2 separate regions of the Cricetulus griseus genome follow, and region 1 is linked to region 2. The links are chromatin contacts, called in public Hi-C maps. All regions are on one chromosome and are shown on one strand. Each heading gives the region's core, a stretch centred on a gene start, on an enhancer-like site or on the middle of the called end of the contact. The rest is flanking DNA. Distances are from core to core; before and after follow the strand shown.

Evidence for each region. A called contact is a pair of places that touch in the nucleus more often than the background predicts.
Region 1: a Hi-C map of the CHO-K1 cell line shows a contact between it and region 2, with 4 times the contacts expected there. The contact joins the enhancer-like site here to the promoter of Ncam1 in region 2. A contact is called at or near these places in 2 of 8 Hi-C or Micro-C datasets (the CHO-K1 cell line and fibroblasts).

Annotation. Positions count from the first base shown.
Region 1 is chr4:161,937,619-161,944,221 of CriGri-PICRH-1.0, reverse strand. No RefSeq gene overlaps it. Among named protein-coding and RNA genes, the nearest start is that of Pts, 340 kb to the left of the region's middle. Within about 2 kb of position 1,396, at least 1 of the 6 cell types and tissues checked has open chromatin away from gene starts, as enhancers often do. A contact at or near this core is called in the CHO-K1 cell line, where this site is marked.
Region 2 is chr4:161,582,070-161,589,276 of CriGri-PICRH-1.0, reverse strand. Ncam1 (neural cell adhesion molecule 1) reads left to right here and starts at 4,518. Exons shown (of 20, transcript XM_027412111.2): 1 at 4,518-4,870. The coding sequence starts at 4,819.

The DNA of each region.
Region 1 (6,603 bases), core at 147-2,646, 360 kb before region 2:
CCATAATGAAGTGAAATGGTCTCATTTTCTATATGAGGTGATCCTCAGGAGGTGCCCCAAGTGGCAGTCAACGGCCCTGGGTTCAGTCCCTCAGACCTGGAGCTTTTGCCAAAACGTGAACAAAACTTTAGCGTGTACAACTTCATCTGGAAGTGCTCAGAGCAGTAATTAAACTGACGCCCCCTCCCCCCATTTTCCAGATGAGAGAACTGTGGCCTGGGGTGAGGGGTGGGGGTTGGGGCGATCAGCTCCAGACCCAGCTTTAGATAGAAATTTCACAGTGTCACTGGGCAGGGAGCTATGGCAAGGCTGACATCTGGAAATAAATGAAGATACAGCGACTGAAATGGAAATCTTTGTGACTTCATTAGAATGTTTTGAGTAGGTGCTGTCTGTGTGGTTTAGATTTAAATATGTGGGGCCTGCTGAGTGTTTTATCCATCTCAATGAATAAAGTGGGCACATTTGTCCACTCCTAGTGTTGTTTACTTGCTTTCTTTCTCAAGATCCCTGGAAAGTCCAGACCTGCAATTCTTTGATATGCTCTTTATCTGACTGTCAATGTATCTGCCTTCAGAACAGCCACTCCTGACCCTGACTTCTGCCACAGCTTAAGTTCTGGGGTTCTGCACGCCGTTTTTACCTCTCCCCCCAAAGGGTTTTTGTATCTAGTGTCTGAAGGCTGAGACCGGGGGCTTCTTGGATAGAATGACAGTTCATTTGAAAATGGACTACTCTGATTTCCTCCTCCCACCTAAGGGGTTCTTCCAGTCACTTCGGTCATGCCTAAGTCCCAAATGACAACCTGCAGTAGCATCAGAGGGAAACTGGAACAGATAGGCAGAACTGTTATCCACAATAAATGGTGATTTGGGTTCAGTTGTCCCAATGATGACCCTCAGGCACTGATGTTTCTTTTTTCTGCTTTTCTATTCCTTTCTTTTTTCTATTTAGTCGATGTCAAGGCAGAGGCATTGCACGGAGGAATATCCAAGGGTGACTGATCCTTAATCCTACCCGTGGGCTACCCTAAGATATGTGGGCCTAATTAAGTAGGGCTTCTCTTAAGATCAGTGCACATTTCTTGTTTATTAGGAGTTAGAGCAGCAAAGGCCTCCAAATCCACTAGATGGCAGTAGTCAGTTAATCATGTAGGAAGGTGTTGCCTAGAGAAGCAATTCCCAGCAGAGTGGCCACGCTCCAGGATTTATAATCAAGTCCAGAATGTCTAAATATAAAGATACTCTCTCCCCTCCTGCATTCCCCAAAGATTACTTTCACTCTTTCTAATTATTATTTAAAAATAACAGCTACTCTGGGCTAGACTACGCAAGACTATGGCAGAAAAGAAACAGTGGCAACCAACCCGAAGCAGTGGCTGGAGAATTCGGGAGTCAGCACAGGCTGAACTCATTCAGAGGCCACCCCCTCCTACAAGCAGAAGGCTTCTTCTAAGCCTTTTGGAGCCACCACTCTGCAGGCTTCCAAACCTTCTAATCATCCAGACCATGAGGCCCAAACCACAATTTACCACACAACTGCACTGAGCTCTGAACCAAACCCTAATATTAATTTATGGAGCCACAAAGCCATTCAAAGTTGTGTTCTCTTTTCCTTACAGAAAGAAAAAAGATAGAGGGGTGGATGAAGGACAAGAGGCAGGGAAGGAGGGAGGGAGGGAGGGAGGGAAGGAGGAGGGAGGGGGAGGGAGGGAGGAGGAGGGAGGGAGGGAGGGAGGAGGGAGGGAGGGAGGGAGGGAGGGAGTGAACTCATACTGGAGAGTGACTTGAACTGAAATCAAATCTATGTACTTCTTAGCCCTATGGAGCAAGGGCTCCAGGATGTTTTCTGAATCTTACTTGAACGAAATGTATATTTCACAGCCTAATACCCTGGTTTGGGCTATGGTTCTTTGAAACAACCTTGATTTCCAGTAAAGCTGCTTTCAATACCATCCTGTTCTCCAATATTGAAGTCTCACAGTAGGGTTGTGTGGAATTGTGCTCCCAGAGTTAGCCTTTTACACAGAGATACCCCAACTCTTGCATAAACTCCTTATTAGGCTATTTTCTTGTTGGGCTTGGTCATTTCTCTAGCAGCCAGAGAGTCTGGTGGTTGGATCTGAGATTTATGTAGGACACTTGGCTAAAATATAAACAGTGATTTAGAGAAGAGGAATCTGCTTCATGTCAACTGTAATACTAGGCCGGGGGCCTCTGGAAAACTGAATTGGATGCTTAGCCACTGAACATTCTTACTAAGGATTCTGGCCCAGGCTAGACAGTGCAGGCCTAGCTGGAGAACACAGTCTCCTGGTCAGGTTCATACTGTGTCTAGGGACCCACCTTTACCTGGGTTAGAAGGGAGGGAGCCCAGCCAGATCCATAAGCATTTGTTGCCAACAATGCTTGGCTTTCTGTGAACCAATCACATTTTTTTGTATCCATTTCATTTAATCTATTAATTGAACAATGCTTTGAGGACCTTGAATGGAGGAACCAGGTTTGGTAAGGTTTGGAATTTGTACAACTCTGGGGGAAGAGGAGCTATAAGAAAATGAAGTCAAGGTTCCAAGTATAATATTAGACAACAAAGAAAATATTGATTTAGAATGGATGCAGGATGAATCACACGCTTACAAAATGGCTCCAGCTGGGGAAGCTCAGATCTTTTTTCTGAGTAGAGGGCTAGGGAGGCTTAAACTCCTCTGGCTTCCAGGCAAATTGTTCTCCAGAGTGCCCTAGTGATTGAGAGGGACCTTCCATCACTTGTCCAGGGCCAGATTTAATATGGTGTCCAACTCAGTTGTGAAATCAAAATGTATGACTCTCATGGTGGTATATATACGAGCAATCCCAGCACCCAGCACAGAGGCAGAGGGGGAGGGTTGTGAATTCCAGGGCAGTCTGAGCTCCAGAAAAAGCCTATGTGCCAACAATAAAGGGCTCCAAACTTTTATCAACTCTTAATTTGGTGTGTTTCCATTACTACCATCTCCCTCTGTCACCAGACTGCTATGCACCTCTGGGATTACACATTGAAACCCACAGTGCAGAGTTAAAAACCCCACAAGCCCCTTCCCTAATCCTGAGACCAAGGAGAATCTTTAAGTCAAGGCAAAGGTGGAGGGGCTAAATCCTGAGAGATAAACCACCTAATTTACTACGACTCTGTTTGATAGGATGCAATGCAAACTCCATTCTTATTTATTTTTATTTTTTATTTGTTTGTTTGCTTGTTTATTTTTGAGTCACACTCTATGGCCTAACCTGACTCTGAAATTGAAGCAATTCTAGGTTTGGGGATTATAGGTTTGTACCACCTTGCCCAGCTACAAGCTTCACATTTGCTTGTTGACCTCTGAACCCTTGAGGGCTTCCATCTTCATTAAGGAGATAGCTTCCCAGGGTAAGACTCCTGGAGATTCTTCCAGGATGGCAGGTATTTCTAAGACAGTGGGCTATCTGGGTCAGTCCTGTACTGATCCCAGGGCCTCCAAATGTCCAGATTCAGTTTTGCATCAAGGTTTTCCTGTGGAGGCCTTTCTCCTTCCACCTCTGGGTGCCCTTTTTCTGAACACTGTCTTTTGCTCCCTCCTCCCTCTCCCAATAAAACCTTCCTCTTTGAGCAAGGCTCTATTGTTAGTCATTTGTATCTTGGGGTGAATTTAAACCATTTGGTTTCTCCCTGCAGGGTGAGCAGAAATTCCCCATTAAAGGAACAAAGCTCTAACCTTTAAAGGAATAGGAAGTTGGGAGTTGAAGAGAGAGTGCCCTGGGTTCCAGGGAGTAGAGGGACTGCCTACATTTTGGAAATGATACCACAGAGGCAGCTGTTCAAATGTTTATAGGCAAAGGAAAGTAGAATTTTAAAAAATGAACTGTTGCCTGGCTTTGGTCATGCACAAAGGGCTCTGGTAGATGCTTTCAGAAATGGTATTTGTTCATAGGAATTCTGCAAGGTGGGCATAGAACTTTTAACAGATAAAGTAGCCAAAGTCGCCGACAGGTCCAGGGAGACACAAAGGCGGGGAAGACAACCTTGGGATAACTGCCTAGCTTGTGCCTGGCACATGGCTGTGCCTTCTCACGAGGAACTGGTATATTCTACAGGTCTGCTGAGCACACAGCCATTAGGCACTCTTTATGGGGGACAAGGGGGAAGCCTGGCTGATACTCAGAGTAGTGATGAGACTTACCTACAGTCCCTGTCATGGGCAGTGGCAGGTAGTTTGTAAGTTCTTCTGGGGTTTGCTTCATAGAGCAAATCGAAGTACTTGGAGCTCTGTTCACCACATCTGTTTAAAACACACAGCAGGGACAAGGAGAGAGGGGCGGGTAGGCTAGCTCACTTAGGAAGAGTAGGAGCAGGTGGAGGGACCACACTGCTTGAATCCCAGGGTTCACAAACTCATCCATCTCCCTCCTATCTGCTGCATCCTCTCTCCCTGCTGATGCAAGGTCTAAGGCAGAGAAGGGGCCCTGGCCAAAGCACATGGTTGACCTCTGACAGGAAGAGTATCATTGCCAGAAAATGTATGATTAGACAGTTGTTGCTTGCCAGTTTCCTTTCCTGACATCCAGGGATGTTATGTCAATTTCTTGCATAGAGCATATCAGGCCAAAATGAAGCCATATGGATGTCCACAATGAGTAGCTGATTTGGGGGTGACAAAGATTTCATTCCAGCAGTAATATGACCATGATTTTTCTTCTCCAGAACATTTGTTTCAACTTACATTCTACTTGTTCCATATTTCATTAGCATGCCTTGCAGATCACCACTTTATTATTTATAACTAGCATTCCTGGTGGGGTCTTCCTACAACTCACAAACCACTTCCTTATTCATCATCTACACTTGATATATCTTGTATGTTTTACTCGTGACTTCCTTTTGGTCTTTGCCAGTTTAGTTATATACTGCTGTGTAGCAACATGGCCGAAAACTTCACAGCTCAAAATAACAATTCACTTGTTTTTTGATACATACATAATATTCTAAAATTATCCTTTGAGAATTTCACACATGCCCCAAATGTATTTTAATCATATTTTCCCCTACTTCCCCTTTCAATTACCTGATAATCTCCCCCAAACCCTCCTAAACTTCATGTTTTTTTTTTTTTTTTTTTTTTTTTTTTTTTTTTTTTGTGTGTGTTGTGTGTGTGTGTGTGTGTGTGTGTGTGTGTGTGTGTGTGTGTTTTGAGACATGAGTCACTGTGGCTTTTGAAGCTGTCCTGGAACTAGCTTTTGTAGACCAGGCTGTCTCAAACTCACAGAGATCTGCCTGCTTCTGCCTCTCGAGTGCTGGGATTAAAGGTGTGTGCCACCATCGCCCAGCAACTTCATGTTTTTTGTCTTTTTTAAAAATATATATTTCACTGAGCCCAAATAGTTCATAGGCATAGAGGCATCAATGGGAGCATTGTCAACATACCAGGGATCTTAAAGAAACCTATCTTTAAAGAAAAATGTCTCTCCCTTTCCTAGAAGCCATTAATTGTCAATAGCTCCTCAGTTGGAGGTGGGACTTGTGAACTCCTCTCCCATCCATGCTGGAAAGTTGACCGGCTTGATCTTGCACAGGTCCTGTGTAGATAATTATAGCTGCTGATAACTCACGTTTTAATCTCTCACAGTTTCTGTGAGCCAGGAAGTTGGGAACAGTTTGGCTGGGCTGTTCTGGCTTAGTGATACTCATGAGGTTAAAGCCATCTGAACATAGCTAGGACTAGAGGATCTGCTGCCAAGATGTTATAGCCACAGCTAGGAAGCTGGTCTTGGTGGTGGTGATTGTTTCTTTGTCCATAAGCTTCTCTGTCCCGACCTGCAGGACATCAACCTGGGACAAGAGAGTCAGGGATAGGGAATGGGGACAAGAGATGCAGAAAGAACGACTACAAGACAGGATTCTGAACAAGTGGCAAATCTTACTTTTCTCAGGGTAGCTTACATAGTCAGGATATGGGGAGGAGCAGAATGGGTTGTTTGTGCACCAGGTGTTGATATAGGCAGGATATTAGGAAGCCACAAAGAGGATGCCTGGCAGGGCAAAGAGTTCGTGAGCAAGAGGTCCAAGAAGGGGCTGCCCAGGTGACTGAGCCCATGGGTGGAGGACTGAGCCAAGCTGCCCCACCTCTTGAGCTGTGGTTCCAAGGAGCTGCTTTGCAAAGGTCAACTATGTGGCCTGCCAAGCATGGCCTAGGATCTCATGCCACGCCCCGAGATTTGGCTCCCAACACTTCTCCATAGGGCAGAATGAGTATTCTCGAGAAGTGACAGCTATCTTCCCTTATCCAAGAGATACCAGTGTCTTCTATTACCTAGCCTTTGGCATGACACAACACACAAGACATCCCTGTTTGGGATGAGACAGTTTGTAGGATACAGGGGATCAGAAGGCTAGGATCATTCTGAGTTATGTATAAGATCTTGACAGAGCTACCAGAGAGGAACCCTGGCCCAGCAGCTCAACAGGAAATGACTTTCTCCTTTATATTTCACATGGTCTCCCCTGGATGGCTGGTTTCTTTTATCCCTAGTATGAGAACAGCATCTAGAGGTCTTTAATTCATAATGAGCCACCATGGTCCCCATGATA
Region 2 (7,207 bases), core at 3,269-5,768:
ACAGCAATAGAAACCTTAGCTAAGACAGAGTTCTCCTTAATAATAGAAATAGAAAAGCTAGGCCTAAATGGAAACACTATACTAGAACCTAGACCAAGTTCATTTATCAAAAACAGTCTTATGTTGAGTTAGTGTATAAGATCACAGAAACTGTGAGAAGGAATTGACAACTGATTTACTTTATTTTATAACCAGATAACACCATCATCATATCAAAACAGAAGCAAAGAGAGTTGGGGTGCAGGTCCAATGTCAAACACTTTCCTAGCATGTACAAGACCCTGGTTCCATCGCAACTCTGAAAAATAAGCATGCAAATAATAATATAGAAAACAAAATCTAGGAACACCCCTTTCAAGCTTCCATCTCCCTCAAACTTGCCTTCCTTTATTTTTCCACTTCATTCTCTGCCATCACTCACTACTGGAACCAATGCTTCCCTTCCCTGGCTCCTTCCTCCTCCTCCTCTTTTTATCCTGAGGAGAGAGATGTCTCTTTCCGTATCTCTCCATGAATCTGCCCTCTCAGAGTCCACTAAAGACCTTCTAAGTGGCCAAATCCTAGAAGGTCTTTTAAACTACCTTTTATTTTTAACTACTCTGAAAGTTTCTGCTTCCTTTAGGTTTTATAGTATGCTTCATTTTCCCTTCACTTGATCTACTCTTCCTCTCTTAGGTTGGTGACTCCTTCTGCACATACCTTAAATCAAGGAACCCCCACTGATGTAATATCTCCTGTGTCCCGCACATCACCACTGGAAGATGCTTTCTATGTCTTAGACCCAACATTTCCAGAGCTGGAATCTTTGCTCCTGTGCTTGCTATCTCATCTGAATCTTCCTTCCATTCCCATTTCCTGTCCCTGTCGACAGCAGCTGTTCAACTACCGAAATAGGAAGCTTTGATCTCACACCTTTCTCTCAATTCTTTAGATGTATCCACATCAGTCCCCTGTCCAAAAGAACAACCCGTCTGAATTGAGGAACTGCCCCCCCATGACTCTTCCCTCTTCCTATTATTCCCTTTTCATACTTACCATTGCTTATATATTAGATGTCTACTGATTTATCATCTGTATGCTCCATAGAATGCAAGCCCACTATTGCAAACCCGTGTCTAATGCAAGCAGCGCCAGACATTTACCTGATACCCAATAGATACCTGTGGAATGAATGAAAGGAACCTGTTTCTTTTTCTACCTTAGATCTAGTCTTGGGAACATTTTAAATTCTGCTGTTTTCTTCTTGGAAGTCTCTTTGTTTCCTTTCCCACTACATTGTCTGAAACTAGGACCTACCATACCATTCTAACACTGATCTGGCTCTCTGGATGGCCTCTTGCTGTGGCTGTCTTCTAGGCTACACAAATAAATCTCCCATCCTACACACAGTCTGGGTGTTTCCTTCCTCTACATGGACCCTAAGGACACTGAGAGCTGCTTACTGATGTGTGCCTAACAGCCTAGCCATTCTCTCCCCACCTCTCTCTCTGCCTCTCTCTCTCTCTCTCTCTCTGTCTCTCTCTCTCTGTCTGTCTGTCTGTCTCTCTGTGTGTCTGTCTGTCTGTCTCTCTCTCTCTCTCTCTCTCTCTCTCTCTCTCTCTCTCTCTCTCTCCCCAGAGGTATACAGACAGCCGTGACTTTATCAAATTTAAGAAAAATGGTCATGAGCAGCGCATGGAAAAAGAACACAGAAGAAGAGAACTGTAGAAATGGGGACCAGTGACCCATCCTGTTAAAGAAACATTGGAGAGATCCTAGGATTGTGGACTGGAGTAGCTGGGACAGAATTCTAGAATGAGTCATGACAATAGAGAACAGCTACATAGCAATGGGAGGGGCTGGAGAGAGACAGAAAGGGAAAAAAATGTCTATTCATTCTGAAGTGAGATAGGATTTCCACACTTGTCTACATCTAAAGGCTAAAAATAGGGACATTTGGGAAGAAAAGTAGCGAGGAATCTTTTAATTCTACTGACATGGGCTATAAGAAGTAAAGTTTGCAGGGATGGGTGTGTCTCTCACTCTGGGTGGTAAAATTAGAAAAAATTTATTTTGGGTGCACCAACCTTGACTCCTCTCCACCATCAGCCTACTCACTTTATTCTTCTGTGCACTGAAAACTTCATTAGAAAAAAAGTCTGATATTGTCACCCACATAAAGTTATAGGGTATAATGTGGTCATTGTACACCCCAGCAAAAGACAATTCGAAACCAAAGACAGCAAGCAGAAGAGTCTATAAATGTGCATAACATCAGTCAGATTTCTGTCTCAGTGATACACATCTGGCACAAACAGCCTAGGGGGAGGAAAGGTGCATATTAGCTCATGGCTTCAGAGATCTCGGGCTCTGGCAGCTTCATCTTGCTGCCATTGGGCCTAGTGCTAAGAAACATATCATAGTAAGGAATCTGAGGAAGAAAAACCTGAGTCAGCAGAAAGTACCAGAGAGAGGAGAGGGACAACGTTCTCAATATCCCCCTGAAGGTACAACCTCAAGTGAGCTAGCCTTTTTCTCATCCCCACCACAGAATGGCCTCTCATGCCCTAGTTGAGCCACCATGGGGGCCAAGACTTGATTTTCTCGGCCTTGGAGGAACATTCCAGATCATACTGTAGTAGATGTATATCCATGACGTCAAACACAGGGCTAAGTACAATGGCTACCCAACAAATACTTGAATTGGTGCTCATAAAAGTATTATTTATATTATCAGACTCAGAAAGAAATTTAAATATCTAGGGTTGGGAGAAATGCCATGGAGACATCCACTGAAGAAATATTATAGAGCTATTTAGAGAACTTTTCTCATGGCTGCAGGGAAATGCTTATATGACATTAGGAAATACCAGCAGGCTTCAGATTGCTAGTAAAATGTGCTAATTATAAAAATTGAATGCAGATTTAGGGAGATAGTTCAGTCTCTAAATTGCTTGTCTTGTAAGCTGGAGTGCCTGAGCTTCATCTCCAGAAGCCAGTTTTGTTGTTTGTTTGCTTAAGTTAGGTGTGGCAGTATGCTTGTAATCTCAGATCTTGGGAGGCAGAGGTAGGTAGATCCAAAGAGGTCACTACCCAGCAAGCCTAGGCTACTAGATGAGAGCTCCAGGATGGTGAGAGATACTTCTCAGAAAAAGAAAGGTGGACAGTGATAACACCCAAAGTTATCTTCTGACATCTACACACATATACCTACTAACACATATGCTTCACACACATGTACATCTACACACACACACACACACACACACACACACACACACATTATTAGAAGACTTAGAAACATTGAGGATAGCTATAAAATCTGTGGGGGCATTGAGATATTCTTTAAACCTTTATACTTTTCTGTATTTTTGAATTATTTATGATCAGTATAAAGTAAATATTACAAAAGTGAATATAAAAGGTTTCTAGGGTGAAAAATAGGACTTCCCATGGGTCTTTGGAAACCCCAGCATGTCGTTTAGTTTACTGGGTTCATTATAGAGGAGGAGCAGACAGCTGGAGGGTGACTGGTCAGCCAGCAGAAGGTGGTTTTTCTGACTGCTATAGCACCAAAGAGCCCGCCCTTTAAAGCATATGGCAGGGCTTGAGTGTATGGGTGAATTAGGTCTTTTCCTCTGTTGGAGGCATTTGCTGTGCAAGGCTAACTTAAATCAAGACACTTCCAGAACACTCTCTGTATTTCTTGTGCAACTCTAGTTCTGTTCAGGTGCCAATGTGTAAGGATTTCACTCTCCCTGCGCCCCCCCCCCAACAAACAAGGCTGTATGACTAATGGAAGTCTTTGCGTTGGTATATCAGCCATACTTCATTTTCATAGCTTTAAGAATGGGGTTGTGCCCTGTTGAAGGAGAACACTTACTGTTGCTCCTATGCCTTAATACCTCCAGAAGAGTCAGAGAGAAAGAGGGAGAGAGGGGGCGGGATTCCAATACTTGTAAACAGTTTCTGGTTATTTTTGGATATTATTTCTGAATGTCTCTGCGTTTTCTTCTGACTGGCTTCCCCGCTCCCACTTTTAAGATCTGAGATATGCTACTGTGAGTTGCTCCCTCTGTGGGAAGGTAAACTTCATAGCCAAGAGAAAACAAACAGCAAAACAATCCCCTGCACACTCATCTCTCTCCAAATTTCCAATTTCCTTCACACACAAAAAAATGAAGCCATATGCTTCCTATTGCAAGGACTTTTAGTAACTAAACGAAGGGATTACACAACTTTGAAAATCTAACGCAATCAAAAATTCTTTTCTTTTCTTTTTTCTCTTAGTAATTATTAAAATGTTCAAATTTCTGATTAAGGAACGCTGGAGGGCAGAAGGATATGCGCAGGCATGAATGAAGGAAAAGGGTGAAAAGAAATCCCAGCTCATCCTGGAAGGCTGCGCGTGAAAGAGCCCGGCTCCCTCGCTGACTCCAGGCCGTGTTTTGCAGGCGGCTGCATCTGCCTCCCCTGTCTCTTACCTCCTGGATGTGAGGAACTATTTGTGGTCGGCGTGGTGGAAGGACACAGTGAGGTTCTCACCTCCGCCCCCCGCCCGTCGCTCGCATCCCCAGTTCCATCAAAGCCAACCCGGACCAGCGCAGGGATCTCCGAGTTGCGAGGGTGCTGAGGCTGGGACTGTCACTCATTCTCCGCTCAGCGCGTGAACGCAGCTCGGCAGTGGCTGGCAGGAAACAATTCTGCAAAAATAATCATACCCAGCCTGGCAATTGTCTGCTCCTCGGTCCGTTGCTCCGCCGCCGTCCACAGTCGCTAGCAAGGGGAAGGCACAGAATTTACCGCGGCCAGAACATCCCTCCCAGCCGGCAGTTTACAATGCTGCGAACTACGGATCTCATCTGGACTTTGTTTTTCCTGGGAACCGCAGGTACGTTTTTATTTTTTTTAAATTCTACATAGGGCTTGCTAATTGTCTGCTTACCCCTGTCCTTCCTCCTTCTCCCCGAGGAGCACGGTTCTTTTGGGGGGATTTGTGTGTAAGACCTAGCATTTCCACTGAGCTGAGAAGGGAGCGCGTCTCATCGTCCTTGCTGTCCAGCCAAACCCGTGCCCTCCGGGACGGCTGCCTCCCGCTCGGTGGCGGCCGCGCACGCCCTTCCCACTTGTGTGCCCGCGGAGGTGGGACAGGGGTATGGGACCGGGATGCTGCGGTGATGGGGAGCGCTGCTTTGCCTTCCCCGAAGGCGGGCGGTGGGGATGCGCGGCTCGGGTGGTGTCGCCCCCGGGTTCGTCTTCCACCAAGAGGGGCTTGTCAAGCTTCGGGAAGAGTGAACAATAAGGCTGGGGCAGCTTCCCCCCATCGTTATGTCCCGGGGTGTGATACAGTGGGGCACGCCGCCGCCTTCGTGCACTCCCCCTTCTTCCCCGCCCCGAATAACGGTTTGCAAAATGGGGCAACCCTCAGCAGCACCGCAGGGCCGTGTGGTCGTTCCTGCACCCCCGTGCAAATGACGTTAGTTTTTCATTTGCCAAATTGCTGGGTAGTTGCAAAGCCTGCCCTCGGCCGGGAGCACGGAGGGATGGGAGGGTCCAGCGCCGCGTTTTGACAGGAGGAAGTGCAGAGGGGCGGAGGGCGAGGAGGGCGTGATCCGGGCTGCCTAGAGTGTGTGTGTGCGCGCGCGAGCGCGCGTGTGCGCGCGTGTGCCTTTACACGCACCGCGAGCCCAGGGTTGCACGGTGCCAGCGAAGAATGGCAGGTAGCCAACTGCCCGAGACACCTCGCCCCAGTCTCCTTTCTCTGGGCATGTTCCTGATCCTGGCAAAGTGTGAACAATGGGGCGCTCGGGAGAAAGACTATAGCAATGCTGTCGCGGGTGGCGGGGGCTGTGCCGCCGCCCAGAGATCCTCAGCATCCCGGAGGTGGCGAGGGGCGAATTGCATTTTGGCTATTTCCATCTCGGCTTCCCTGGAAAATTCTTCAGTGTGCCCACCCTCTCCTCTCCAGCTGCTATCCCCACACCACCCAAGGATTTGCGCCTTGGCGTCCCCATGGACTGGGAGGGGGAAAGAAACGGGCTCTGGGGCCGCGCAGAGAGCTGGGTGGGATGGGCGGACAGCTGGGGCGGGGGGCGTGTGCTGCCAAGCACCGGCAGAAAGCAGGCTAGGCATAGGGGACCGACTGCGCGTGGCTGTCATTTCTGCCAAATGTGGCTGTACCTGTCCTGGCTCGCTGAGCCCTGAGTGGGGAGTGCACAGGGCGGCCCCGGGAGCACCCAGCGCCCCCTCCCTCCGTGGGCAACTGGAGAGCAGAGCTGGGCCACCGCCTCCAGCCAACTCCGGTCCGCGACCAATCAGAGCGAGGCTGGCTGGGCGGGAAGCCGCGAGAGGCTTTTATTGCGGCGCGGGTGGCGCCCGAGCTGCCAAGACAGTCTCCGGGTGTTCTAGCTTAACGGTCTCGCTCGCCTCCCGCTGGGAGAGACCCCGCCCTGATACTGTCCCTAGCTGTCCGGCAATTTCTGAGGGCATAGAATGGGGAAGAGATGGGACATTTCTTGATCCAGCCAGCTCATGCTCGCTCATTCGTGCCTCTTTCACGCTGGCTTGTAGCATCTCAGCTCCCCCACCATGGAGCACAGTTGCGCCACGAGCGCTTTGCCTGTGAGCGCAGAGGACAGTAGCCACCAAGCTGTGGCTGTGAGTGCAGACGCGCGTGCGCTGACCCTCTAGCCAAGGACTAGACGATGGTCTGGAGGGGCGTGGCGAGGCGTGGTAGGGCGTGTCCCGACAGGGCGTGCCGACTGGGTCCTTGCTGCCATCAGGCCCAGGACTGGCAGGGGCGTTCCCTTCTCTGTGGTGCTATGGGTGACCCCTCTTAGGGTGTGTTTATTGAGACTTTCCTTCTGGATAGGAGCGTGACAATGGAGACCTGATCCTCCGTGATGTGTCTTTTTAGGATCTCCTGGTGGTCTTCTCCATGATGGAGATGGGTGTAACCCTCAGTGTTTGGATCCCGCGTGGAAGCTGAGGGAGGGAATCCTACACTGGCATGTTCCCGGATGCTCAGGCAAGGCTGGCATCCTGACCAGTGTTCCCTGGAACGAAAGCATCCTTATTCTGCCCCTAAGACCAGAGGGTGAGGATAAGAAAGAAGCACATACTAGACTGTTTAACAAAAGAAAGAAGTGGTTTTACAAAGAGAATTTTCAATTAAAGTGTTGCTTTTACCAGCCTAAAAAAATAAACAGAATTCAAATCAAAGGGCTAG